2 separate regions of the Rattus norvegicus genome follow, and region 2 is linked to region 1. The links are chromatin contacts, called in public Hi-C maps. All regions are on one chromosome and are shown on one strand. The core of a region is the stretch at or near the end of the contact, and the rest is flanking DNA. Distances in the headings are between cores, read along the strand shown.

Region 1 (7,638 bases), core at 2,476-4,975:
TCTAAGGAGGTGGGTAGCTTCCTCTGGAGTTCTGTCACTTTGGATGCTTTTCACTTATGGAACATTCTGTCTTATTTTGCCCTATCTTCCCTCCATGGCTCTCTCCATTACTCATTTAAACCAATTTTTAATTGTATAGCATTGTTGGAGGCCGACCAAAAATTACATCATCTTCCTGGGGTCATGTGGGCTTCAAAGGCAAGAAGAGAAATGGTTCAGGAACACCCCTACCCCACCTCAGCACCACAGAACATCACGGTGACAGCCTTGCTTTTCCTGTCTGCCCCACCTCCTCCATTACAAGTCTTTCTTCTCCTCAACTAACCACTGGCGCACAGGGAGTGTAATATCCACAGTCTTGGCCCTCAATTACTGTAATGGCTTATAATGAGATTTTGGCCAAGTAGCAGGTAGCTGGTTATTGCTTCCTGCTCAGCGTGGGCAATGTCTATGCTGTTAATTTGTGTTGCTGAATGTGGCTCAGAGCTGGGCATCAAAGTGTCAGAGCCAGATGTATTCTATTAGGCTATACTGGACAATAGGCAAACGTTGTTTTTCCAGGATGGAGGCATGTTAACTTACCACAGGGTGAATCCTGACAAATAAGAGCCAAACTAATACAAGGAGTAATGTCCTAAGCCTTCAAAGTAGTACATTCCAGGGACAGATAACACCTGGCACCACCTACTGTCACTAATATTTCTCTGTCTGGGACTACTCCATTGACAGGCAAAAAAAAATACCCTTCTTACTATTGCTGGGGAGACTGGTAACTTCATTAAGTTTTAATGAGGCTAGCCCTAATGAAGGCCTTTCTAATGTGCTTTGTATTTACTAGGCTTTCATCTTGAGCGAGAAATGGGGTACAGAAAGTTTCTAGTGCTCTTATGTGCTTCTTCCTCTTTATGTACACACATGTGTGCATGGATTTACACACACATATGTAAAAGTGTATGTTAAGTGGGTGGGGGATGGGTAGCTGAAAACATTCAGGAATACAGTTTGTTAGTGCACAAGTATATTATATTGTGTTTCTGCAACAATAGACTTTAGGACACACACACAAAGAGAGAGAGAGAGACAGAGACAGAGACAGAGACAGAGACAGAGACAGAGACAGAGACAGAGAGAGAATGAGAATATGAAGGAGTGAAAAAAAAGGAGGGAGGGAGAGAAGTGTGTAGAAGGAAGGGAGAGGCAAAGTAAGCTTCTTCCAATTAGATCAAATATCGACAGATTGTCTTTGTTTTTCTTTGAGAGAGGCAATTTTGACTATCCTGGAATTACGAAAAATTATGGTACCATCTATGTAGAAACAGTTCACTTAAATTCTAATGGAAGGCACATGGAGGCTGGGCCAATGAGCTCAAGGAGGAAGCTCTTCACTTAATTCTTCAGGGGTTTGAATTACAACAAACACAGTTGTTATGACATTTGCTTAATTTTGTCTGAGCATCCCATTCCCCCCAACACACACACATCTCTTTTCTAGAAACTCCTGTTTATTTTCAACAGCTCTTTTGATAAACTTTAGCCCAAGGAAGCACACAGAACAGTAGAGAAAGCCCTGCCTCCACCTTTTGATGCTAGCCCTCTATAAGAACAGATCTAAAACCCAAATGTGGACATCTTCTCCAGGACACAGCCAACACCCCTGCATGCTCTCTGCAGAAGAACCCCACTGCTCAGGTGTGTTCACAGAGGGGCCTGGAAGTTTTGAGGAAGAGCAAAGATTATCTGGAAAGTTGTTTTCCAAATTGCCCTGCCCTGTACTTCATAAATCATGTTTTACAGGCTCACCCCCAGTCTTACCCCATTCTAAAGCTTTCTTCTCCTGTTAATGCAATCAGCCTGCCACTAAAATAAAACAGGAAAAAAAAGGAGAGAACTTTTTCTCTTTGCAGTGCTGAAGTTTGAACTAGAGGCCCGACACTGTGCTAGACAAGAGCTCTACCTAGCTTCGGTCAATCATTATTTACCTATTTTGGTGCCATTTATTTTTGTGGCTGTTCTTGGGAAGCAAATAAAACTTTCATTTACTGGGATGCAATACAGCAAGACTTTCAATTAACCAGATTCTTTGTGTCTCTGATTTTAAATACAACTAAAACAAAGGTCATTTACTTTATCAAAGAAAAGAGAATTTGTCAAAATAAGCAAATTTCTTGACCCAGACTCAGACCCACTAAATGGGAAGTTTTGGGGGTAGTTCCTATGCAGGGAAAGTCAGAGAGAACCAATGTTCTAGGTACAGAACACCCAACTCTTTAGCTTGTCAAATGCATTGGCCCCGAAGTATTCTTAGACCGTTGCACTCAGTCCACAAATATCAACTTGGAAATGGGGAGACATCTCATTGGGAAGCAAGCATCAGGACCCATGTTCCATCTCTTAGGACCAGCATGATAAAGCCAGACATGCTGCTATGTGCTTATAACCCCAGCCTAGGGATTCCTGGAAATCCAGTGTAGCCTAATGGGTAATCTGTACACCGGCAAAAGCCTGTCTTAAAAGATGTAATAAATTGAAAAATGACATGTGAGGTTGCCTCTGACTTCCACCACCACCCTGTACAAATTATTCACTGAGCACCTGAGAATGTAGCTTAGGCTTTGTGGCGTGTGTGGGAATCTGCTGTCTGAACCTTTCTGGAGTCCGTGCAGAGGAAGGATGCTGTGGTCCTGCGTGGCATGCATTTCTTCATTCTCATCTTACTTCCTGATTGTGTCATCCTCACTGGAAACACTGCAGTCACTCTGCCATATCTAGTGAGATTGTTGTTTTATGGGTGAAAGAAAACTCAAAGTTTCCACTTAATCATGAGTTAATAATCTAATTAATTAACCAAACCCAACCTTTCCTTTGTGGCTGGTAAGTCACATGACTGTTACCTTGAGGGAATGTCTGGAAGGAGGGCAGGAGCCTTGTCATGCTTACTGGAGCCGCAGCTGCACTCTGCATTCTGTTGCTTGGGGTAGGGGGAGCAGAACCTAGCAACTGGATTTTGTCTTCTTCATGGGTTGAATCCCTGTACTTATTTTCATCCCATATGATTCTAGTTCACAATGCTGTTTCCTGGACTTTAAAACCAGTTTGGGTTTGATATCTTTGGAAGCTGCAAATATCAATGCCTTATGTGATGGGAGGTCACTCAGTTGCTGTTCTTGGTGTGAGTGATGACTCTGGACCAGATATTCTGAGAAAGGAAGAAAGACAGTGGTTGGGTTTTAAGCAAGAAATACCTGCCCTTAAAAAAAGAAGCAACCACAAGTTTTGTGTATCATTCCAATGGACACTTTAGTCAGAAAATAAAAATAACTTTTAAAAGATGCTCTCATATAATGGTAACTCCATGCCAGCGGATGACACTTTCCTTTGGGGATACCCATGGCGCACGTACTTTGTTTTCTTTCTCTAAGAGAGGATCTGTCTTTATTAGTTTGCATGCTACTTTACATCTACTCAGGTAACATTAACAACAAAAAAACAAAACCCTGAGCTAAAATTACTCATAGCTGGTAAGGAAAATCAGTTCCTGAAATTGAGGCAGAAGGAACCTAAAAGTGTCAGAGAGAGGGGAGCCTTTGGTAGCCTCAGTCCCAGATAGCCTTCAGCCCAGATTGGGTAAACATGACATATTGATCATTACAGAATGTGTAATTGGTGACCACAAGCACAGTGTGGCTTTAATGGCCTTCCCTGAATAGTTGCCCTTATTTATGTAAAGAAAGCTGTAGCTGTTTCCTAACTGCATGCTGCCCTCTAGTGGCTACAATTCTGACTTCAAAAGATGATGAGGAAAAGATAAATACAACGATATTTTGAGTGGTGGAGGGTGCGACTGTGTCTCTCTGTTTCTGTCTCCCTCCCTACCTCCCCCTACTTCCCTTTTGCCTCTTCTACTTCTCTCTTCCTTTCTCTCCCTCTCTCCCCCTCTTCCTCTCTTCCACTCCCTCTCTCCCTACCCTCACCCCGGCTCCTTTCGTCTGAAAGATTTCTTAGTTCTCTTAAAACAGAAACACGAAGTCTTCACACATGACCACTGTCCATTTTGAGTGACAGCCAGGGTGAGATCCATCCAGGAGTGGCTGGAAAGGCATCCCGTGAATTACACCTGATTTGCATCCCATCTTAGCATGCACTTTGGAATCTAACTGTTCTTGGATCCTTGATGCCCCTCTCCTGGCAGACACTATAGTCCCTGTTTCCCTCCATGAAAAAGTAGCAAAGGATAAGCCTAGGTTCTGTTGGTGGTGATCTTTGAAGTTCACAGAAGACCCTTGTGTCTGTAAAAAAGATTGAACAATTAAATCATACATTCAAAAAAATGATATTTGCTATAAAAGCAAAATTTCCTTTCCTGCTTGAAAAAGACCAATGTGTGGTTATTGTCACCTTAGAGGGAGACCATTTTCTGGCTCTATAAGTGAAGGACTTCCCTGAAAATGAGTGCCCTCAAATCCTGTCCCAGCTGGGGAGTTCTCTGACACACAAAAGGAAATACTTTTAAAGGAAAATGTAGCATTCTGTGTCTTACTAGAGAGTTCAGGAAAAGGCAAAGTAACACTTACAATTGGGCTTAAGTAAACTGCTCATTAGGACATCAGGAAGAAGGGTGTTTTCTGCTTTTATTTCTTACTTGGGACAGAAGAGACCTGAGAATGCAAAACCAAATAAGTAAACAAACAAACAAAAGCTTGGATCAGTAAGCTTTCCAATCTTATTTCTGAAGAGAGAGGGGACTTGTTCAAACAAGGAAAGTGGATTTGGTCTCGTATTTCTGCTAGGTCTCAGTTTGTGTGTGGATGTGAAAGACAAAGGGCTGGTGATGTTAAATGCCAGGAAAGAGGGAGTGCTCTGGCTCTGAGGCTCTTCCACAGTGGGCCTGCTCTTACTGCAAACAAAATTGAAAGGACGTGTGAGCAAAGGTCCAGGGGCTCTCTTCACCATGATTTTTGGTGGACACATGTTCAGTGATGTCTAAGAAAGTCTGTAGCCTTTTCCACCAGGTCATGATATCCATGGGCTCAAGGAGAGACAGCAGGGATGGTGACTGGGGGTCCACTCAATTGACAAAGATTTCTAAGATTTGTACACACAAAGGAAAAACATGTCTTGCTATGCAGAAAAGGTGTGTGTGTGTGTGTGTGTGTGTGTGTGTGTGTGTGTGTGTGTGTCCTCCTATCCTCCCCTTCCCAACTCCTTTTCCTCCTGAGATGACAAGCTTCATTTCCACTGCCCTGGGAGCCCAGAGCGTATTTTCTACAGACTCTGCTTTATCACATGTCAACCTGTCTGCTCATTCTCACCCTGAGCTGTCCAGCCTCCCTGGTCTGGAGGCAAGGATGCCTGCCCATCACAGTCACCTCACCACAGTTAGATCCTTTCCCCCTGGTGCTTTGTTTCCTTCAGATACAGGGTGAGGCCTGACACGGTCCAGCATCTGGCTGAGCAGGCTTCACAATCTAGACTCTCAAGGGATAGTTATGAGCCATTCCTCAGGCCATCTCCCAAGAGTTTGATCACTGAGGCCAAGCACACATTTCTCTAAGTTTAATCTGAGAGGCTCTTTGTCTGCATCCTAACCTTTGGATTAATGGCCGTATTGTGAGAGCTGACTTTGTGTTCACTGTGTTTACAAAAAGCATCTTGTCATGGCCCCATGATTTGAATCTTGTTTTATATCTAGAATGTTCACACTGGGCTCCAGGTGCTAAGAAACAAATAAAAACCGTCTTTTAATTTATGATAAAGATTGTCAGTAGAAATAATCAGCCTGAGGGAAAACTGACAGCAACTGGACCTTGAATCTAATATGATTTATCATAGATAAAAACACTGACCCAAGATTTACATCCCAAGATCTTGAAAGACACACAAATTCATAGGGTAGGATTAACCTTGGTAGAAATAATGAAAAAAATAAAATGAAATCAGCCAGAGATAAACGTGGTAAAATGTGACCAAACATTCCCAGACAGCTCACCTTTCCTGTTGTAATTCAGCAACACACAAATTTACTCCAGGAAATAGGGGCTCTCTTGCCACTAAATGATGTCGGAAAAGACTTGATGTCACTGGGCAATGTTCATAGTTTGCAAAAAAAAAAAGTAGAGGAATATTATATGGGAATGAAGTCATGCTCCTCTGAAAGGAGGAAGAAAAATATTAAGAACACAAAATGTTTGACTTGGTATTTAAGAAGCAAGTAAGGAGTTAAACTGTCAAAACAGAACTTGCTGTGCATAACTTGTGCTTTCTCAAAGAAAATTTATCAGGCAAGTTTATACATGTTAGTACATGTAAGCCAGAAGGCAAAAATATCCTGGAGGCTAAACTGGCAGCATTTGGTGACCACTCCTACACAGTAGCAGGATCCAGAATAAGTACACCCTAGTGCTTCTCAAGAGCTCCTTTGTGTACTACTGGAGGCCATGCCTGAAGGTGGGTCCTGCAGTGAAAAGCAAGGACAATGTCCAGTGCATCCTCCACTCAGCCATGGGGAGGAGAGCCAGTTAGTGTCATGGTAACTGTGGTACCCACCATCTTCAACTGACGATGATGACTATAAGCCAAGACACCTGACTCAAGTCTTGGCCTATTGGTTTGGGAAGGAAGGAAGGGTCACCCTTTCCTTTTCGGTTGAACTAGAAATCTTGTTCGACTTATAAGATGGGACTCAGAGGCAAATAGAAGACAATTTGTCTAGGCATGGAGGAAGGACTTGGTCTTTCTTCTTCTAGAAAAACTGCTTCCCTACATGGTATCTTTCTTCCTGTCACTTTGCTTATAGCAACTTATACTGAACCTTGTGTGGGACCTGTATGCTTGTGACCCTGCTAGCTCCCTCTTAAATCCACAAGAGAACCAGTAACACGTCACGTGGCTGAGATTAGGTTATTGAGAGAACACTTTCTCAAGGATGTAAACCGTTTGTGCTTCTTCGTTTTCTAGGTACAACTTGACTCCTATGCACCAAAAACCCAGGCACGTGGGGAACAGGACATTCCTTTCTGGTGCATGATGTTTTTAGCTCTGAAAGCCAGATAGTATTCACTTCACTTTTCTCCTTCCAGTCAGACACTGGGATTACTGTATTTTTTGAGGGGGAAAGGTGTTGAAAATGACAATATCATCAGTATTGAAAAACAGAAACTCTTGTCCTGGTACCCTGCCTCTCCTTTATTAAGGCATATATTTAAGCTGCCTACTTTTTTTAATGTTTGAAATGTAGGAAGGTCATATCAGAGGTTTAAGATAAAAGGATACAGGACTAAAAATTACAAATTTGATAGGATCTGTTTAAAATGTTTATGCAGATATACATGCAGATATGTGCATGTACATGTGTGTGTATATGTATGTGTAAGTTCCTAAATGTATTTAGCAGATTGCCTAACCTCCCCTGTACCATACTCTGTTATTAGGAAGTGGAGGAGGAAGGATATGGATTTACATAGTATCCCATGGTTATTTTGTTCTAGAAACTTCCACATTGGCCCAGAGGGACTCTACTGCTACATTTTCTTTCTCTGCTACAGGCCTTCTCTCCCTCTTCAGAACATGCCATCATTTTCTGCCAAGACCACATAATTCTGTGTCCTTCCTTTCTTTTGAGATATTAGAGATCTCTGTTCT
Region 2 (7,638 bases), core at 1,450-3,949, 230 kb before region 1:
CCTCCGTCTGGTATGGGTTTTTCTTTTCCATGCTTTTTAGAAGTGGTTCTCCCATTCTGTGACTTCTGAGTTCTGTTTCCAAGCTACCGGATCTGAGATACAGCTTACTACCTCACAGCTGTCACAATAATTTGGGGAGCTATATTCATAAACCTCCAATAGAAAAATAATTTGAAAATGTGCCTTCTGGTGAGATCTGTCAAATTTAAGGTCACATTTTTGGTTAAAAGGCAGACACTGATGCTATTCATTAAGCTGAAAAACGGCTTGTTTCCCACTAACATTGAAATAAACTCTGGGTGAATGTGTAGTCATGCTGGCGCGTGTTCATGGAGGAAGCCAAGGGAAAAGGCAGATCTGTTTAATTTGGACATGTGAAGTCAACAGACTTTCAAGCCTGGCTTAAAACGGGCTCAAGAAGGTTGGCTAAAACAAAAGTGAACAATTTGGAGTTCACTTGCTTTATAGAGAGATGATATTTGAAGAATCTGGGTCTCAGAGTTATAGATCCTCATGTATTTTCAACCCTGGTACTTATGAATAAGGACTTAAACTGTTAAGTCCTTAGCCTGATCCCCTGCTGTTCTTGGGCTATGTTTCAAGGAGGAAAGCAATGCACAGTATTTGGATGAGGATTTAGCTAACTCAGTGGTACACACATCACGCACATATCATACACATATCCTATGTGTATACAATGCCCTATAACAAAGCAAACACAACAACTTATTTACAGTGTCCTATTTGTGGTAATGGTCTCTGACCCTTAACTAGTCGGATACTGACATCAAGCAAAGATGCCTTGTACCTTAGTCACTTTTGAAAAAAAATCCATCTGGTTATTTTTTACTGCGCCTAGTTCTAAGTCACACAGGCCATTTCTGTGGAAGTGGATAATGCACTTTGAGCGCACCCCCAGGCTAACTTGTTATTACTCCCTTTCTTACATCATCCCTCCCCTTGGTCTGTTTGTTCCACTAGTGAGTTTCTCTTGTATTTGCACAGCATCTGCACATATATGATTGTCTGTATCTAAATAAACCCTGTGATCCACGATGGGAAAGCACACAGTTTTTGTCTTTCTGAGGCTGACTTACTACACTTAACTACTTTAGTTCCATCCATTTACCTGTTAATGATGTAACTTCATTCTTTCGTAAAGGCTTGAGAAGCTCCACTGTATAGATAGTCCATGGCTTCTTTATCTATTCCTTTGTTATTAGACAGCTAGGTTGTTCCCATAACTTAGCCATTGCAAGTAAGGCCATAGCAAGCATTAATGTGTCAGTGTCTGGATAGTAAGTTTTCAATTCTTAAAAATTGTGTTCATTGATGCATGTGGCTGTGTGTATGTGTATGGTCATGTATGTGTCTGAACATGTACCATGCTGTGTACAGGGGCCAGAAAACAACTTGTCAGGTTTCTCCTTCCACCATGTGGGTCTTTGTAGATATTGGACTCTACTTGTGGGGCTTGGCAACTGGTGCTTTTACGCACTGAACCGAGTCACCAACTCCCATGGTAATAAGTTTTCAACAAAAAACTCACCCTGTATCTAAGACTAGCATTGAACTTTTAGTAACACTCTTCCATCAATTTATCAAAGTTGGGTTTGTAGTGGGTTTGAATATGGCCACTATACTCAGCCAAATTTACATTTAAATAGAACCTTTAAGCTTTTTCCATCTCATATAAAGATTGGATTAACAATATTAGGTAGGACTGGCAAGACAGCTCAGTGGTGGAGAGCACTTGCTACTCTCGAAAAAACTCCTGCTTTATTTCCAGAACCTCAGTCTGGTAGCTTACAATCACCCATAATTTGAGCTTTGAGCAGTTCCATGCCCTCTTTTTCCCTCCACGTGCACAGACATGGTATACACTCCACACACACACACACACACACACACACACACACACACACACACACAAAGAATCTTTAAAAAATAGACTAAAAGACCATTAAGATTGTCCTTATGTGTTTAGATTTCTATTTCATATTGATAGCTTTCTGTTTATTTGAAAGGTTTAAATGTATCTCATTTAAAAAGCTTCCTAGAAGCTCAAGAGATGGGTCAGGGGTTACGAGCACTTATTGCTCCTGTGGAGGATCTGGGTTCAGTTCCCAGCACCTACTTGGCTACTGACAACCACATGTAACTCCAATTCCATGGGATCCTATGCCTTCTTCTTGACTCCATAGGCTCTTATTCATACACGATGCACATAAACTCATAAAGGATCACACACATATACAAATAAATAAAAACGTGAGTACTGAAAATAAATACATTCCAATTTTCTAGCCATAATAACTTTAATTAAACTTCCAAAGAATGAGTTCTGAAATATAAATATGTTTAAACCTCACAAAATTGATAATAATTTTTCTCCTCTAATACCATGTTCCTTTCATTCTAATTTATTACCACAGTCATATTTTGCCGAAGAGCTTTTAATACAACACACAATTATTTCACACAAGGTTCGGTAGGTTGCCTCGTTAAGCTTGCAGAGAATCAGGCCCCTTGTGACCACCAGGAATATTCTTGCTTTGATCCTTCATTAAAATGGCCCTTCTAAATTGTCTCAAGTTTATCAATAGATGTAAAACTCTGAACAGAGTATGTAGGGCAAGATGACCTGGCCTTCAAACTTCAAGCTGAGCCAGCTGTGGCCTGTACTAAGGAGTGTTCTGCCACCTGTCGGTTTTGCTCATGCATAGCAGGGCCCTGCTGTCAATCACAGTGGTCTGTAACCCCCTGTGACCTCTGCCCCACTTCATCACTCCCAGGAGAAAAGAGGAGGTCTTTGAGAGTTCCAGCCGCCTGACTTCCTCCATCATTCATTGCCTTGGCCACATGGTCCTTCTGTGATGCTGAAAATATATGGCCAGGCACATTAAGGGTAGCACAAGCCCTTCCCTTCTTCTGGATTATTTCAGTTTCCTGTCAAAAAGAAACCCAAGAAGACGTGTCCCCAGCGGATTGCATGTGACAGCGTCTGCTTCTATCTCAGGAATCTGAGGCATGATGGATAAACTGTCAGCTTTGAAGGATGATGTTTTCTCCATATTTCCATTATGAACCAGACTGTCATCTCCTAATAAATTTCGTGCATTGGTATCAATTTATTTTTACAAGCAGAGGGTCTGATGTATTTGGGAAAGGCTCTGACAGCATATCTGGCCCAGCTTGACAGGGCTGCTTCACCTCATTTTGGAAAACTACTTTGGTTCCAAGGACAGAACTTGACCCTCAACCCTTGAGAAGAAGGGGGAGGGGGGAATAAAAGTAAAATCCCCCGTGAGAGGAAGAAAGACACATGAAGCAAGTTCCTCCTTCTAAGCCAAAATAAATCAAGCCTGTAGGACTACCATGACATAATATTATTTCTACGACAGCCCTACAAAACCAGATGGGAAATGCCATTGGCGATGATTTGCTGAGGCCAGCCAGTCCCTGGCAGTTACGCAGTGCATCTGTAGACCGATTTTGGTTATCGGGTTAGGGCCTTGGAGTTCTATAAGTGATAGGGATGGTGCATGAAAGTACATTCATCGAGGAGGCATTTACACCAGCTGCAGGGGGCTGCTGGGAAGGGTGAGAGAAGTTGCCCATATTTGTCTCTTAGAAAGCTTAGAGTCAAGTTATAAGGGTATGAAGTTAGAGGAACACAAAGAAACCATATTATTTCATAAGCCGCAGTATAGATCAGTGTCTCCCTCTTTGATACTAACCTTCCTTGAAAAAAGGGTCTGCATTCATTGTGCTAGTCCTGCCAGGGGTGGATGGAGGAGAACTTCCTAAATTCCTGCCTCAGCTCTAGCATTCATGGTAACTCAAGAAACTTAATGAGGGGGGTTGGGGATTTAGCTCAGTGGTAGAGCACTTGCCTAGCAAGCACAAGGCCCTGGGTTCGGTCCCCAGCTCCAGAAAAAAAAAAAAAAAAGAAACTGAATGAGGTCTTGGTCCAATTTCTTAATTTGGTTGGTTTTCAGCTTCCTTGTCTATAAATCCAAAGTGGGAGTTGTAACTATAGGGTACTGCTGGAGGCTGAGTGAGTTAATACTTGGAAAGGGCTAACCACAGTTACAGGCACAAAGTAGCCAGAAATGTTGACTGCGTCTTCCTCTCTTCCTCCTCCTCTTTCTTGCTCTTGCTTATAACTATTGTTACCATTGTATTTTACAGTCAAGAAAAGTGTGACATAAAGAGTTCAAGTTCAAGTTCATAAATAACAAATGGATCCTTTCTCTAAATCTTGGAAACACTAGCAGAGAAGTATGGAGAAGACAGTACACAGTTTTGGAACAGCCAAGGGTGGAATCCTTGAAGCTTAGTTAGCTTGTTATTGTTGTGGTTATTCCTGGGTCAGAAAATAGACTCTTTCCTTTACAACGGCAAACATTCAAACATGCTTTCTATGTTACTGGTTAAGTCATATGCGTATGTACACACACACACATATTGGTTAAGTACACACACACACACACACACATTGGTTAAGTCACACACACACATTGGTTAAGTCATATAAGTCATGCGTGTGTGTGTGTGTGTGTGTGTGTGTGTGTGTGTGTGTGTGTGTGTAAGTGATGTTTGGCAACCGGGCCTCTGTATAAAATGTTTGACTACATCATACATATACATAAGTTATTATATATTAATTTACCTTATAGATCTATAGAACACAGTTAGTAGAAGTTAAGGGTATGATATCCTACTGAAATTTTATATCTGCTTCATTCTCTCAGACCCTTAGAATGATTTGGAGCAAACTCTGGTATCTGCTGCCTGTATCTGGGGTTGTAATTGATAACAAGAGTACCTCTGACAGGAGTGCAGGCTGCTGTTTGTTCCTTTATCTCAATGAGCACATCACAACTTTAGTCATTCATCAATGCCAGCAGCTACTTTACCCAGTTGGAAATGGCTTTTGGATATCAGATGGCTATTTCTTCAGATTTTTGTATTTTTCATAATTAATGGATACAGATACAGAACCCTATTGTGTTTAATCTGCAGCATTAATATTTCCCCCATTACCTTCTTAAATTTAGGAAAGCAGCAGACCTATTCATCAAACCCTAATCTGCACTATTTGGAAATTCTGCCATCAAAACCCACACTGAGACACTGAAGTGATGTCACTGGGGAAGTGGGAAGAGTTGGAATACCTGGTAGCTGCCCCAGGCCCAAATGAGTTTAAAAACATAAATAATAGTGAACTTTTGTGAGACAATTAAGAAGCGATGGATTTTTCCATGTTCCTTTCAGATTAAGTGGCAGGTAACCACTTAAGTTTTAATATCTGGTTCTCAGGAAGCCCCAAAACATTTGTGGAGACTTGCTATTGGCTTCGCTGAGTTGATGAAGTCTGATTCCAACAAACTACTTTATATGGTCCTCAAAGTCAAAAAGGGTCTGAGGGACTCACGTGTGCCTTCGTAGCACTGTTGGTCATTTTCTTACTAGATAAGGTGACAGCTTTATCTATATATCTCTACATAGAACCTGCTGCACCTTAGCATGGATTGAACTTCACTACAAAAATATTCCATGCTTTCTTACATATACTAAGTAACCCAGGTCTGATGTCTTTACAGGTACCCTTGAATATCAAATTCACAGTAGAGCACCACCACCTCTCCCTGGAAATCAAAATGCACTGCTCAAACTTCCAAGTTCTTCACACGCCAACTCCTTTTGATGAATCAACCCTCCCCTTTAGTGTCAGTAGTCTTATTTATAAAATATTTCTAACAAAGGCTGTGTATCCCATGGCTACATCCCAGGCAATACAGAGATAGATGGAAGGAAGTCTGTAAAATGGCATGTGACTACTACTCAGGAAATAGGATACACACCCCATAGGGTGGTTCCCTTCTGATTGTGTTCTAGTTTGTGTGTGTTATACAAATGAGATTTGCACCAAGAACTAAAGAGCAGCAGTACTGACCCCTGCTCCATCATACTTCTTGGGGTAGGTTGTGATTATTTAATAGGAAGTTCTCCTTTTACCACAACCCCTCATTCTAGTAATAAATTCCTCCTTACTGATAACCTATTCTCAGTGCTTTGAGGAGTTGCCTTTCTAGGTGCTGTAAGACGTTCACTGTTAATTTAGGACCTGGCTTCCACAGATATGCCTCCAGAGTTCTGCACATGAGACTGTAGCAAAGGTCCAGTGAACAGTGATGGAGGAGTGGAATGGCATATTAGCCTATGCTGGGGTTCATATACTCTGAGGGTTCCTTTGCAGAGAGTGTGTGGGTGCTGGGGAGCAGCTTAGTTCCAACTTGCCCCCCCCCAAAGGTTTTATGTAGAAGTCACATGGCCTTGGATGGTTTCTCTATTTTATTTGTCTCAGTTTTCAAATTTTTCAAAGGAACAGGGCACAGCATGTCAGAAAGCCAAATGATTAAAAAACTTAGTATAGGCTCATGAAATATCAGCTTGTATGTCACACTTTATCCCTTCATTTTCCTGACTGAGTTCTACTTCCTCCTTGATTCCTAATGTGCTTCCTTTCTCCTCTGTTAAAATGTTTGCCCTGCAAGCGTGGGGAGGTAAGTTTGATCCCTAGAACCCATATTTAAATAAGCCCATACTTGTCACATACTTGAAATTCTATCACTGGGGAGAGAGGTAGACAGATCCATCAGGCTTCCAAGCCAGCCAAATAAACCTACAAGGTGAATTCTGAGCCAGCGAACAGTAGTCCTCTTTCCTAAAAAACATCTGGATGGTATCTAAGGAACCTGGGGGGTTGGCTTTCTGGCTTCTACACATAGAATATATTTGTCTCCTTTATACATATTTTTTTTTTGGTTCTTCATATAAATGTTAGGTTTTTGTTGTCTAATATTTGGATTTTTTCCATTTTTTTATTTTTGCATAAGCATCTGCTAAACATGCTTTGGAAGCGACTGCTCTTTAGACATCTCACTCTATGAGTTAATTAAGAAGCAGCCCACTCAAACCCAGAGCCACATCATTTCTTTCTTTCCTAGATCTTGTCTTCACTCCCTCCCTCCCTCCCCATAAATATCTGTGAACTGCTCTTCCCAACCAGATGCCCTCTGGGTTACTGGCAGGACTACCCCCCACCCCCACCCCCATAGATCAAATGGAATGCTTTAGGCTGTTGGCTTCAAAGGGATTTCTTTCCCCAGAGAAGCCTTTGACACAATCCCTCTTCTACTTCCTTTCTGCTCACTTCTGGCCAGAATCACTCTCTTCACTCTCTCTCAGCTAAGTGCCCAGTTTCTGCCAGACCCTTAACTCTATCTTGGTCTCTCTGTTGTGGATTAAATCTCACCCCCTATTTGATTGTTTTCTCTCTTGCCTTTTTCTTGACCTCCGTCTTTGGTAAGACAAATGTTCCTGCTCTCAAATCTGTCTATGATTCCAATCCCATCCTTCCATCATTGATACTGAACGTCTTTCTTCATGCTAGAATGCATAGGTGTGTCACTTGTAAACAAGGCTGAAAGCCTCAGTCTTCAGGATGCTTCTTCACTTCTGTCACATTCCTTTGGTCTATATCCTCCCATTCTGAGCAGGTTGGCTCACCCGAGTGGGCTGATGAAGACAGATAGTCTTACCTTTGACTTTAAAGTGTGGCAGTTAGAC

Evidence for each region. Hi-C and Micro-C count contacts between places; a contact is called where the count stands out from the background.
Region 2: a contact with region 1 is called in a Hi-C map of psoas muscle, with 2.4 times the contacts expected there. The contact joins two enhancer-like sites. A contact is called at or near these places in 8 of 12 Hi-C or Micro-C datasets (the A7r5 cell line, Schwann cells, hepatocytes and 4 more).

The regions. Positions count from the first base shown.
Region 1 is chr15:1,280,383-1,288,020 of GRCr8, reverse strand. The region is part of intron 6 of Lrmda (leucine rich melanocyte differentiation associated); the gene reads left to right. Among named protein-coding and RNA genes, the nearest start is that of Trnat-agu13, 620 kb to the left of the region's middle. Within about 2 kb of position 3,725, at least 2 of the 93 cell types and tissues checked have an H3K27ac peak or open chromatin away from gene starts, as enhancers often do.
Region 2 is chr15:1,507,277-1,514,914 of GRCr8, reverse strand. The region is part of intron 5 of Lrmda (leucine rich melanocyte differentiation associated); the gene reads left to right. Among named protein-coding and RNA genes, the nearest start is that of Trnat-agu13, 390 kb to the left of the region's middle. Within about 2 kb of position 2,699, at least 2 of the 93 cell types and tissues checked have an H3K27ac peak or open chromatin away from gene starts, as enhancers often do.